Regions from separate parts of the Mus musculus genome. Here region 1 is linked to region 2. The links are chromatin contacts, called in public Hi-C maps. All regions are on one chromosome and are shown on one strand. The core of a region is the stretch at or near the end of the contact, and the rest is flanking DNA. Distances in the headings are between cores, read along the strand shown. Region 1 has its middle 40 kb from the start of Gmpr. Region 2 overlaps Gm34466 (a long non-coding RNA gene).

Region 1 (7,109 bases), core at 344-2,843, 230 kb before region 2:
CCAGATCCCTCCTGCCCCTCATCTTACCCTTCTCTCCAGATCCCTCCTGCCCCTCATCTTACCCTTCTCTCCAGATCCCTCCTGCCCCTCATCTTACCCTTCTCTCCAGATCCCTCCTGCCCCTCATCTTACCCTTCTCTCCAAATCCCTCCTGCCCCTCATCTTACCCTTCTCTGCAGATCCCTCCTGCCCCTCATCTTACCCTTCTCTCCACATCCCTCCTGCCCCTCATCTCTTGTTTCCCAAGCTGTCTTAAAAGCACTTCATATGAATTAAGACTGTTACCTCATGGTTTCCCTGAAACGCTATGAACTATGGACTTTTGTTTTCCCATTTACAAATGAAGGAACTGGTTTGTCTCTCAGTTTGGTGGTGCATGCCTGAGGCAGGAGGATAGCTGTGAGTTTTTAGGCCAGTATGAGTTACATAGTGACAGCCCATCTTAGACAATCAAACCAAAACAAAGAAAACAAGGAAAGAGTAGTGGGGGAAATGCAAGGAAGGAGAGGAAGAAGGGGAACGAGGATTTGGGGACCATAGTTGGGTAACTCTTAAAGAGACAGAGTTAGCAGGGTAGATTGGCACTTAAAACCAAATGGCCTGAGCCCCTTATGCTAGGTGTCACAAGTTCTGTCTCAGCACCCATAACACTTGGCCAGTTCTCTGGAAAGTTCCATGATCTTTGCTCAGTGACTTCTGCCAGTCTTCGGTTTCAGGGAGAGCAGCTACCCAGCAGCTCCTGAACACACATAGCCCGGGGTGCCTGGTTCCCCCTATCTGCATCTTCAAAGCTACTTAGAGAAACCGAGGTAAGATCCTCTGAGACAGACAGACAAGTATTTGTCCTCTTCCCACCAGAGAGGTTCAGATAGGCACAACCCCTCCCATCCTGGTTGGCTTTAGAGTCAATGCTTGGTTTCTGGGGTTGAATTTCTGTGCCAGACTCTCCAGAAAAGTTGTGTGGACAGATTAACCCTGAGGTGCTGGGCGGGGTGCTGCGGCAGACTGCTGTGTTTATTTTAATTAGATTCTAGCAGCTGCTGAGGGCGGGCAGGGCAGTGTGGTTGTCCTGTGGCTGCCCTGGCCTGCTGGCCCAGGAATCTGGACAGCATCGCAGCCCTTTGCACAGGTTCTGTGGGTGCCCGAAAGGGGCTGGCAGTCCAGTTTGGGAATTACAGGAGCCAATGGGAAAGCTTACTTTGTGACCATGCCTGACCAGCCAATGAAATAGTCCAGTTTGGTCGACCAGCTTGGATTCTGGGTAGCAACGATCCAGGATCTCTGGTGACACCATGGCGTCTCTGAGGCAGTTTATTTTGGGCGTCACGGCTGTTACCCAAAGTCAGGAGTAATGTGTTTCATTTGCAGCCATCTAAACCCCCCAACCACAGGCATGTTTTCTTCCAGGGCAGAGGGCAAATGCAATTACATCTGTGACCAATTTGCACAGCTGGGTGCTCAGTCTCCTGACAGAAACATTTATTTGAGATTCAGGGGAGCTGGGTCACCAGGCAGGAAGCAAGGTCCAGTAAGCACTGTGCTGGCCAATCTATGAATGCTTGCTAGCCCGCGGAACAAAGCAACAGAAACCGTCACATCAACTCCAGCTTTTCATGGCTAAGAATGGGGTCTCCTACACACGAGGAGAGATTTAAAGGCACAGACAACGGTGAGAAGTTTGCAAACAAGCAGCAGTTGTTATGAGCCTGGCGCAGGCCCAGAGAGCACATTAGCACACAGAGGCAGTTGGAAGGCGCAGCTGCCCCTTTGACCCGTGGCGTGGTGGCCAAGTCTTCCCACCCTGGGGCATTTTTCAGTATCATGCAAGAGCTCTTTGAGCTCATCCACTTTTGAAGGAACCAGGGTCGGGTTGAGGTAGAGTGAGATGGTGTCTCTCCCAAATCAAAAGAGAAAAAAAAGAAAAAAAAATTAAGTCAAAAGTAAAAGGCCATTTGTCTTCTTAAAAAGTATGAGTCTGTCCAATTAAAATTTATACACACATATATTAAATGTATAATTTAAGAAGCTTATCGCGTGAGATTTTTTTTATCCTCCCTCACTTCGTGAGAATTCCCCAGAGGGCCTAATAACTGCTGAGAACTTGTTTACTGTGAAGTATGAGTTTGGTATGGTGAATAATTTCAAAGGGGGATGGAAATCATATCAGAGTTTTCGAGCAAAAATTCAGCATCGGTAAGAATGTTTTCATAGTTGTTGCTATTGCTGGTGGTTTATGTTGAGATAGGCTTTCACTGCGTAGCCCCGGTTGGCCTTGGCTCCTGATCCCCTTGCCTGTAGCTCACCACACCTGGCTTAATTTGCCTTAACAGAGACACACGGTAGCCACAGACATGATACTGCACCCCCACACTTACTTGCCACTCTTCAGTTAAAGCTCCCACCATCTGCAGAGGTCAGAGGACCCCCCCCCCAACAAGTTCAAAGGTAAGTTCCAGGTCAGGCAAAAACAAAACAAAAAAGCAGAAGTTCCTCACTTTATATGGTGCCTTAGGAAAAGACTAGTAATTGCATGCATTCTTAAAAATAAACAAAAAACACAACACAGGGATTATTTTAATTTTATTTATGTGTACCAGTGTGTCTGTGTGTGTGACCAGAAAGCACGGTGTCCTTGGACGTTAGAAGAGGACCTTGCATTTCCTGGCAATGGCTTTGCCGGAGGCTTCGAGGTACCCTGAGTGGTTGGTGGGGCCCATGCTCTGGTTCTCCGTCTCACCAGCCCATCTCAACTGAGTTCTGTGTTCACAGGCTAAGCTAATCCTTGGAGACTGCACCCTCATGCCAATGCTACAGATGTTTCATCTAGGAACAAGGCCTCAGGGTGAAGCTGTGTTTACCAACAGGCAAGCTTTCTGCCATGCCAAGGAAAGACCAGGTGGGGTCTTCCGCAAACCAAGAAAAAGACTGAACTGTGCACGTTCATTGGGGGCCCTGGGTGTGGGGTCCCGCAAACATCGCTGCCCCATCATGACTCCACATGCTAGACTGAGCCTGGCCAAAGTTTTTTAAAAGAGGAATTAGAATGCAAATATTCACAATTTGACAGATAAAGTCAAAAGTAGTTCATATCAAATTCCCAATGGGCATCTTGGCAGAAATTGAGACAATAATCCAAAACTAATATCAAATGTAACAGATTTTATATATATAATATATACATATATATCATATATATATACATATATATATATATATACATACACATATATATATATAAAATGACAAAGTTGGTTGAGTCTCACTTCCCACATTTAACCCTTGCCTCGTAAGTAGATGACACAGTGGGTGCTATATGAAGACAGACGCCACAAAGAAGATGAGAATATAAGCCAATAAGGTAAGGAAGCTTGGCAAAGGAAATATCCGATGAGGGACTTGAATCTCGACTACATGAAGAACTATTGCAATCCAACACTCCAAACATGGAGAACAGAAATGAGCAAAAACACAGAAGATGCGTGAGTGGCTGGGAAGCACTTGTGAAAATGTCACCATCATTCGTCATCAGAGCGTGGACAGCAAAACCTCAGTTAGATACCATTCCATACCCATTAGGGTGGCGGCTAGAGGGTTTTTTTTTTTTTCTCAAATAATAACAAATGTCAAGAAGAGAATGGACACCTTGGTGCTTTGGGGCACTGATTATTGCAATGATGGGCCCATAAGGCTGTTCTGGAGAGCTGCCTGCTGATACTAAGTATCAGTTTATGAGCACAGAACAGCTATCCTTCTTGCTCTTCATTTATATACTTTTTATACTTTCAAAAATAGGCTGTATACTTTTTTTGTTAATTTATCCCTGAGTATTTTCTTCTCTTAAGTGCTATCTTAAGAATAACTTTCCCAAATTTTAATTTTATTTTATTTAGAAAACATTTATTACACTCATTGATGTGTGTGTTGGAGGAGTGACATATCAGAGGATAACTAGAGGCAGCCGGTTCCTTCCACCAGGTGGGTGCTAGAATCCACCCACCCTCCTGCTTTTTCTGCTGAGCCATCTCAGTAGGCCCTAATGTCATTTCAGCGTATTCATTGCTACTGCATAGAAACACATTGATTTCTGTGGATTGATCTTTTATCCGGCAACCGTGCTAAATACCTGTTAGTTTTAACGGTTTTTAGTGGATGTGTCAGAACTTATTTTTGTAATACAAGATTCTACCATCTGGAACTATAGGGTAACCTCTCCCTCTCTAACCGGACTATGCTGACCTCACGCTTGCTAGTTACCTCACTGAAGACCGTTCAAATGGCAGCTGCAAGAAAGCTGGGTTTTCAGTTCAGCCCTCACTGAGTTGGAGGTTCCAGCTCCTTGAACCAGCCAGCTAGTGCTTAACATTCATCGTGCCACCCAAATCAGGAGAAAACAGACTTCCCAGGACATATTTCAGCAGAGCAGAGCAACTCTTAGGAACTGGGGACGAATCAAGGATGTGTTTAGTTAATTAAAACAAGTGTGTCTGTCCATCTGTCTATCTGTCTGCCTGTCTGTCTGACTGACTGTCTTTCTCAAATATTGGACATCATACCCAGGTAGAACTGCAGCCAGGACTGAACAACTTTCCAGCACCTTAATGCCATCCACACCAGCCATATATACTGGCAGGGTATACTGGCAGGGTATACTGGAAGAGAAACCACTGCTTTTTTTCTGTCTACCAATTCAAGAAGCTGTTTTATTTTCATGCACGGAAAGTTCTATAATCCATTCTAATTAATGAGGACAGTCCCGGCTCTGGCATGTTCTCCAGTTACTTCGAAGCATTCCCGTGCCTCTGGCACATCTTAACATCTCGGGTAGGAAAGACCTCCAAAGAGATCTGTGAGTTTGCACTTGTTTGTGGTCACTGCTGTGTGGTGGAAACACGACACCCCAGACGTCAAGCAAGATGAAATAAACTTCTTGGTCCAGGGGTAAACTGGGCAGAGTGAGCTTTGTGTGGGAGCCCGCAAAGGTGGGAAGTGCCATTCAAAGGTTGCCAGAGCCCGAGAATAAACTTGCCTTGATGAAGTTTCTGGACCTGCTCCAGTGCCCCGAAAGATCCATGCCCAACCTCCCTGAAGTGCACCATTGAGAAAACGCCTTGAGAATAGGTTGACTGGCACGGGCACAACATGGAAAGAATGGCTTTAATGAGCCAAAAAAATGTGGTTTCAAATGCCCCTGCCTCCTAGTGTCACTGCCAGCCTTTGCCAACAGAAGCAAAATCTCTTGGTCACTGGTGCAAACTCCGAGAGACGCCGAGCAAGCCTGTATAAACTTCAAGCCAGTAGGATGCGTTCACATGCAAGCCCATGCGTTCACATGCAAGCCGAGAAGGTTCGCTCTTCGTGAGGACAGACATGTCTGAGCTGATGGAGAGTTGTTTGTCTGGCCTTGAATACCAGCTGGCATGCTGACGGAGCCCCAAGGTCTCCAGCAGGGAGAGGTTTTTTGGTGGGGACTTGTTCTTGGCTCCTGGTAATGGGGTGGGGTAGGGCTAGTTATTCATAGGTGGATTATCCAGTCCAAGGATTCGCTGGCTTTGGGCCTGTTCTCCTGTTTAAAGGTTTCCTGACTGTTAATGCTCAGAAGAGAGTAGAAAACAAGAATTAAAACCATCTTGCCACACGCTAGTCATGTCTGAATGCTATTAGCTCATCGTAAGAGAACAAGGTGTGGTTAAAGTCGAATCTGGATTTTGTAGGAGGGCTTTCCTTCTGTGTTGTTTGTTCCCTGGCTGGGGTGTCTTGGGCCTCTCTTGGGGGGGGGGGTGTCTCCTATAGCTTTACTGGGAAAAGCCATACAGAAGGCAGTGCTATACCCGCACCCAAAGTTTCATACATTCGTGCAATGTACATCCACCCACTACCTGATTCAATTCCCTCTAGTTGACCCACCCACCTCCTCCAAACTGCATGTCCATCCATATATATATATATATATATATATATGTATATATATATATATATATACACACACACATACATATACATAAATACATACACACACACACACACACACACACACGCGCGCGTGCGCGTGTGTGTGTGTGTGTGTGTGTGTGTGTGTGTGTGTGTTTGAGACAGTCTCTCTGTGTTACAGTCCTGGTTGTTCTGAAACTTAATATGTAGACCAGGCGAGCCCCAAACTCATAGAGATCTGCCTGCTTCTCTGCCTCCTGAGTGCTGACATTAAAGGCATGGTCCACCATGCCCGGCTCTATTAACCATATTTAATATATAATTAAAGATGAATATAAAATAATATATAAAATATATTATATACTTATATGATTAAAATAATAGATGTTTAAAATTATGTTTAATTTTATATTTTGTTATCAATAACTCCAACTCCAATTAGTGACACCCATATGTACATGGATGTGTGCCCACCCACTGGGGCATGAGCAGTTGGTCATGTCAACTGTCCATGGCTCCTCCGAGGGGGGCACGGGGCGGGGAGGCTCAGGCCTCTCCCATATCCAGGCTGGAATTTTTACTGGCTTGATCTTGTGCACACAGCCGTACTTTTTGAGACAGGGATTTCTCAATGAACCAGAGGCTCACTGATTCTGCTAGGCTGGCTGGCCAGTGAGTGCCGGGGAGCCACCTGTCTCTGCCTTCCTCCTCCTCAGTCCTGGCTTTGAGCGGTGTGCTGCCATTTGGCTCCTTACCTGGGTTCGAGGGATCTGAACTCAGAGCTTCAGGCTTGCACAGCAGGTATTTGACTAATTAGATCCCAGCCCAATCCTGTTAAATTAAATTAAACTTATTACGTAATTTTATTTATTGAGACAGAGTTCCGCTATGAGGACCAGGCTCCCCTTGAACATGCAGCAAAGCCTTCTGAGAGCTGGGATAACAGGTTTGTACCAGGTTTGTCTGGATTTTGTGATGATTTGGAGAAGGTAACAGATGGCCAGAGGGAAGAGGGAAAAATGGAGGGCTGTGGGAACAAAGAGAAAATCATAAAAATGGTAAATGAACTTATTTCTCAAAAATTGAATAATCAGAGGGTGGGGTCACCTCTCAAAAACCAGTGTCAGGAGAGTCCTGGAACTTAAAAACTTCTTTTCTGTAGAAGCTCTCTAAACCCAGCA
Region 2 (6,678 bases), core at 3,200-5,699:
ATCCTATTCAAGAAACGAGAGGAAACCCTCTATTAGCTCATCTGAACTCCTTTGCAAGCCTTTGAAGAGGTAACTCTGGGGCCCAGGAAAATCCTACATGTGACTACTGTAAAGAAGACAATAAAGTGCAACCTGCCCTCCAGAAGTCCAAATCATGCTCTTGGGTGTGTCTTACTCATTCCAAGCATCTTTCTATTAACCTGTCTATTTAAATCTGTGTTTAAACTCTCCTTTTAATAATAAACTCCAACTCTTCTCATCCAGGCACTTCTTGAATTCCTTTTTGACTTCAGAAGCAGGGATCCAGCTTTGTATATACAAAGGTCCCTGGGCGAGAGAACTCTGAATGCTGGCAGCTGTGCTGGGTAGGCAGTGTCTTCTACCACCCTTCTGCTGACTTAGGAAAAATTGTATTCTGGGTAACCAAATTGTAAGACTCGTATAAACACATGGCAAAGTCTGCTCTTTTTTTTTTTCACCTTTCTCTGTGACTTAGTTCTGAAAATTGAAGACATTAAGAAAGACTTAGAGTTGGCTATGGGTTTAGACTGGGTACCTGTACTGGGTTTAAGAGATCAAATCACTGAGGAGTTTCCTCACAGTGCCTGGGTAATACTTGGTGGCAGGGGCTTTGCAGCCAAGCCACTGATTAAGCTATAAACAGTTGCCTGGTAAGCTGTAGCCAGTGAACTCTTCTCTAGCTTCTGTCTTCCCTTTTCTATAAAGGCTGTCTGATTGTGCAGTTGGTGGGAATTCCAGGAACCCTCTCTGGGTCACCTGAGCCCTTTGTCCATTGTTTCCAATCAGCTACTGGATTTAACTGGTCTCAGGAATTTTCCTTTTAGCAGAGGGAAGGGCAGTGGAGGACCTATCTTTCCTTCTAGCAGAGGGAAGGGCAGTGGAGGACCTACCTTTCCTTTTAGCAGCGGGAGGAGCAGCAGAGGACCTATCTATCTTTGAGCTCCCTTGGTATAAAAAGAGTCATCAGCGTTTCTCAGGAACTCCTGATCCCAAAGATCCCAGTTCCCGGAACTTTAATAACTCCCCAGAGATTCGAGGTCAGCAGGCCATCTTCCTTTCTCCTTCTCTTGCCGAAAACTGCTGCCAACCATAGCCTTAGCTCTGCCTTCCTCCTCCAGCCTCCAGTGTTTGCTTCAGCTCCATCTAGTCAGAGGAATTTTAGGATGTCTGTTCTCACTTCAACATAATAAACATCCATCCCATAGTATCATAGTTCTCTAGGGAACTCCAACCTAATATCTAATTAAGCCTTGTTGGGGTATAATTTTTTTTTCTGGCAATTTTAAGCTAAACAGATAGAGAAACAATAGGTAAAGACTAGAAAGGTTCACCCCAGCAAACCATGCCAAAGCACAGGCCTAATTACAGGGAAGTGGTAATTTGCCTTCATCGCTTCATAAAATTATTTCCGTGTGTGTTGCACGCTGGGGGGGGGAGGGGGGGGGAGAAGGGGAGGCTTTTGAGTTTGTATCCCAGGTGAGGCAGGAAGTGGGAATTGAGATTTTTCTGCTTTAGATGAAACTAGAAGAAAAGGCCAGCAACTTAATGTCTGTGTGTGTGTGGAGGGGGAGAGGGGAAGAGGGAGAGAAAGGGGAGTGGGGGTGGGGAGAGGTGGGGGAAGGGGACTGGGCAAGCTTCCATCCCAGGACACTAAAAGAGACAAGTTGTGGTGAAAGCAGAGACAAGGGATGTAAAAGGAGCCCGCAAACGGCTTGAATGGCCCCAAGTTCATCTTCTGGTCATTATATATGATGTTGGTATCAGGATCAGGATGGGCTCTGAACCCAGTGACATCACACCTAGGTGACATCGACCTGCACATCTGTTGCCAAGGCAACCACCACCATATTCCCAGAATCCACTTGGCTCACCTCCCACCTTTACCTGCAAATGGCTATGTCACAATCCAAATAAAAGGAAGACCCCTCTGACCTACCCTCCCCCCCCTTCTCCCACTTCTCCTTCACCACCATCTCTGCTCTTTTCTCCTACAATAAACCTCACGTGGAACTGTTCGGTCTGGTATGGTCTGTCTGGAGCTGGGCTTCTAACACAACAACATACACTTCGGATTTAAATACATGAAGAACTGGGATGTGGGGCAAGAGGCAGGTGTGATTAAGAAGTCCTGGTCAGGGGCTGGAAGATGACTCAGTAGTTAAGAGCACTAGCTCCCCCTCCCCCTTGATGGTCTTGCAGAGGACCCAGCTCAGTTCTCAGCATCCATATCAGGTGACCCTCTCTCTGGCTTCCAAGGGCACCAGCATGCAGATGGTCCAGACACATAAATACAGGGTTGTTCTGGTTTGTTTATTTGTTTGCTTTCAAAAGTTCCACTCAAAGTGGTCTGCTTGATCCTCGCCTCAGGTCTAGTTCTACAAGGTGGCTAAAAATACTTATTGCTTGTAAGAAATAAAAGCTAATGGTCCATTTCCAAAAGTATGTTGAGGTTCAGCTTCAGATGGACAACACTGGGCCCCTGATAATACCTGCCAGTCCACCTACCCTCCCCCACCCCACCCCCAAGAAACCTAAAACTTTAAAGTAAAAAAAAAAAAAAAAAAGTATTCACAGCCAAGTTTGCCAAGTACCTGACGAGTTTTAAAATAAGCCACGATGAAACGGGGTGACCAAACCACACACAGTCTTTGTTAAGAAATAAGCGTAAATAGCTGAGGGAAAGGTAAGATGCAGAAGACGCCAAGCTTGTACCATCCCGATGACTGCAACCCCTTCCCTGCCCTCAACCAGCACACATGCCATGCTGGCCTGATGCCTGGCTATAAAGTTATACAATAGTTTGCCTCATTTCATCTACTCTGAGTGGTCACTATAAAGGAATGCCTTCGTCCCTGAGGTGGCTGGAACCTCAGAAACTTCTGCTTCAGGGCGTAATAGATAATTGCCCTCGTCTAGGAAGTGACCTGTCCCATAAGACTTGGCTGTTCCTGGAATCCGGAGTGAACGTCCATCTAGGACACCACTGGAGGTTTGTGCCTCTGGAGGAAGGATATTCAACGGGCACTGTAAGGATCTGACAGTAAGATGCCTCAATGACTCTTATCTTTGTGTCTTTGCCCTAGAAGGGTATAACTAGTTTTCAGAGAGCCACTCCCTGAATGATAAAGATTCCTACCTGAGGCTGGAGAGATGGTTCAGTGGTCAGAAGCCCCACGATGCTCTTACAGAGTATCTGAGTTCAAATCCCTGCTCCCACATTAGGCAGCTGACAGCTGCCCCCGATTTGGGGGAGGGTAGTATCTAATGAATCTGGCCTGTTCGGGTATCTGCACTCACATGGACACATACACGGGATTAAAAATAATAAATAATAAGAAACAAAAAAGGTTTCTGCTTGCAGAGGTAAGGAGGTGATCCCAGGTAAAGGAGGCAGATGCAAAAATAGGAGCAGAGAGAACAGGCTGTGTCATGTTTCATTTGGTGGCCCAAGTGAAGAGTCAGTTGGGTTTTTTTTTTTTTAATAATAATAATTAGAAACTGCCAGACGATTCCACACCCACACCCTTACAACCCCATCCCATTCCTAGATTAGTTTCAGAGACTATGACATATTAGAATTATTCAGATTTGTTAAGACTAATAACTTTAAAACAAGACAAACAAAAAATAAAAAATAAATAAAAAAATAAAGCAAAACAAGATCACTCATTGCTAGGCTAGGTAGATCCATGCTCTCTGACTCCGTGGGCCCAGGGTGGTGCCTGGGAATTTACGTTTCTAACAAGTTCTCAGGCAATGATAGGGTCAGGACCAGGTTTTCAGATCCAGGGAGCAGGAGCCCAGGCTGAACTTTAAAATCTCCACCCGCAGTTCTCTCTAAGAAGGCAGAGAGTCAGATCTAATTGGATGTAGCCTGAGCCAGGCACCTGGGATGTGGGGAGCTTCCGGGATGATTTCCGGGACTGAGAGCCACAGACATCCAGAAGTTTCCCTGGATGTGTGTGGTCCTCTCTCCTGCCAGTGCGGGAGCTGCGAAACATGGGCCGAGAAACAAGAGGCGTTATGGTGCTTCTCTAGATGCTAGCAACTCACTGTAAAAGCCAACCGGGAAGTAAAGAAAGAAGAAACTTGGACCTGCCGGGTATGGGAACTCCGGCTCACGGTGACCCAGTTTGCAATGCCGTGCTCCTGGGCAAAATCTCTCCCCTAGAGCTTTCTTTAATTATAAAATAATCAACTCAGTACTCTCTCCCTTCTTCAGCAGAGAGGCTCCTGTGTGGATTATAAGCCAGTGGAGAGGTACGGTGGCCCCTTTGGGACCCTCAGGATGTGGGAAGATAGCACTTGGCTGGAACTTCTCATTTATAAAGAGCTCTTCATCTTCACCCCCACTGTTCTCAAATCTCTTACAAAACAACAGGATTTACTGGAGCCTGACCTTATCCGCCCTCTGTCTGTGAGTTAACATTTGGTTTGGGTGTTCAGTGCTAATTAGAATTGCAAGGTCACTCACAAAGAGAACCTTTCTCCACCCCAGACTGACCAATTGCTTCTGAGTTCCCAGGGTACTGGGTATCGGGGCTTGGCATGTGGGGACTAGGGAGGTATTACCTGTAGTCTGGGTGAAGAACTGGCAGGCTTTAGATTAAATAATGTTGTGTGTAGTACAGTGTGCTGGTGCTTTCTGGAGATTTGGTAACCTCTGTGTCTATTACAACATTTGTGAGTGTCAGAGTGTGTGTGTGTGTGTGCGCGCACACACACACACACTCGCGCAATGGGCTCCCCTCTGGCACTTGTGATTTCAAGATTATTTTCATAGGACCGATGAAATAATTGTGACATGTCAAGCCCCATAGACACTGTGTCTTCAGCAGCCATATTGAGTGTGACCATATGAACATGCCTGGCCTTTGCACAATGTGACATGTGGCTTTGCCCTTGGCCGGATCTCCTGAACACTTCATAAGCAACCTCGGTGAGTGTGATTGGTTATTCTGGTGTGCAGGTAGACAACAGGTAGAAAAGAAAAGAAAAGAAAAGAAAAGAAAAGAAAAGACAAGACAAGACCTTGGCCACTTCCATGTCCATGCAGATTTATAAAACGCTTCTTCTAATTAGGTCAGAAATAAAGCTTCAGCCACGCCCACAAAATGGTGGGGGTGGGAGCATGTGGTGTAAGCCCTGTTGGTAGAGTGTCTGGTTCAACATGACTTCTAGCCCTACCTCCACATCAACACCCAGGTGTAGCAGTGTACCTGGGAGCTGGAGGTGGGGGAACCCGAAGTTCAGGGTCATCCTTGGCTACATTGAATTGGGGGCTAGCCTGGGATACTTGAGATTCTCTCTCAAAACAGATAGGTGGTAGACGATAGTCTCCAGGGATAATTCCATGAATCGTCGTTCATAATCTAGATTCCCATGGAATCTTGTAGAAAGCCTCAGCTTCAGCAACCTGTCTTCAATGTCAGAAATATTGCAGTACTGGTGAGAGTAAGACACTTGCCTCATTTATCTGCATAGTACTACACTGCATTCTATTGTTCAGAATAAGCTATAGATAGCAGAACTCAGCCCATTGACCCAGGCTCCAGATCCCAAGCAAAGCTCTCTCTCCCAGGGGCTTCTTTAATTGTAAAATAATTCTAACAGATTGCACAGAGAGGGCAGCCAAGGTAGAGGCAGACCTTTAAAAAGTGGGTTCCAACCCCTTGGAGGAGAATTCTCCAAGGCACAGAGAACAGCTGGCCAGTTGGTAAATAATATTAAGCAAATTGAAAGTGTCGGGGTTATATATAAATATAAAGATTTCTACGGAGAAAAAAATAATTGAATTTAATTATTGTCTACCTAACTGCAAAAAACAGTTATTTAAAGAACAGCAGCAGGTCAGTGAGGTCACTTATGTCTGTAGTCCCAGCACCCTAGAGGCTGAGGCAAGAGAATCTTAAGTTTGAAGTCATCCTAGACTAAATAGTGAGACTCTGCCTCAAGGAAGAAAGAAGGAATATATATTATATTATATTATATACATATATCCAATGAGCATATGTAATTACAAAGTGATGATGTCAAGTATATTTAATTCTATCTATGCACCTCTTATGTTATGCTGTGTTTTGTTTTCTTACTCTGGACTTAGGTTGTCAATATGGACAGTGAAGTCTAAGCCATGGCTTCCTTAGGAGGCCACTTGGCCTCTTTGAGTGTCTCAAATTCTCACACAGAGCAAAGAGGTTTTGGGATGGCTGAAGTCAAGTCGTGTTTAAGCTGAACAAGAGGAAAGTGGTGTCCACCGGGTGGCTTAGACCAGGACCACTGGGTTAGCTCTTTAGCCTACCTCTTAACAGCTCTGAGCTCTCCGGCAAATCATTATTAGCCTGCTGCTCAGTCTCCTATAGAGAACAGGAAAAAACAACTGCATCCACTCTGTTGGGTTGTTGAGATAGTTAAATGAGTGTTTCACCGGGTTTCCAGTTAGGTTTGGTACCTGCTGTGACACACTGGTGTTAATGATTAGTCACGCTTTCAGAATGATGTGAGAAAAGAGAAAAATCACAAAAAGCCTTGAAAACCATTTTTTTAAAACAGAGAAAATGGAAATCAGTTTTTCTTTTTTAAAGAAGATTTTCTTTTAAAATCATAAGTGTAAGTTCGCGTGTTTGTGCATGTGATTGCAATACCTATGGGGGCCAG

What was found. A called contact is a pair of places that touch in the nucleus more often than the background predicts.
Region 1: a contact with region 2 is called in a Hi-C map of nephron progenitors, with 4 times the contacts expected there. The contact joins two enhancer-like sites. A contact is called at or near these places in 3 of 15 datasets of contacts at CTCF or cohesin (the NIH/3T3 cell line, large pre-B cells and pro-B cells), 22 of 484 Hi-C or Micro-C datasets (bone marrow-derived macrophages, cerebral cortex, embryonic stem cells and 4 more), 2 of 115 datasets of contacts at active chromatin or transcription factors (embryonic stem cells and large pre-B cells) and 3 of 9 other capture datasets (embryonic stem cells, embryonic tail and embryonic trunk).

The regions. Positions count from the first base shown.
Region 1 is chr13:45,464,170-45,471,278 of GRCm38.p6, reverse strand. No RefSeq gene overlaps it. Among named protein-coding and RNA genes, the nearest start is that of Gmpr, 40 kb to the left of the region's middle. Within about 2 kb of position 1,593, at least 100 of the 459 cell types and tissues checked have an H3K27ac peak or open chromatin away from gene starts, as enhancers often do. A contact at or near this core is called in muscle stem cells and nephron progenitors, where this site is marked.
Region 2 is chr13:45,240,217-45,246,894 of GRCm38.p6, reverse strand. It overlaps Gm34466 (a long non-coding RNA gene), which reads left to right. Exons shown (of 2, transcript XR_382301.2): 2 at 1-263. Among named protein-coding and RNA genes, the nearest start is that of Gm34466, 24 kb to the left of the region's middle. Within about 2 kb of position 4,449, at least 12 of the 459 cell types and tissues checked have an H3K27ac peak or open chromatin away from gene starts, as enhancers often do. A contact at or near this core is called in muscle stem cells and nephron progenitors, where this site is marked.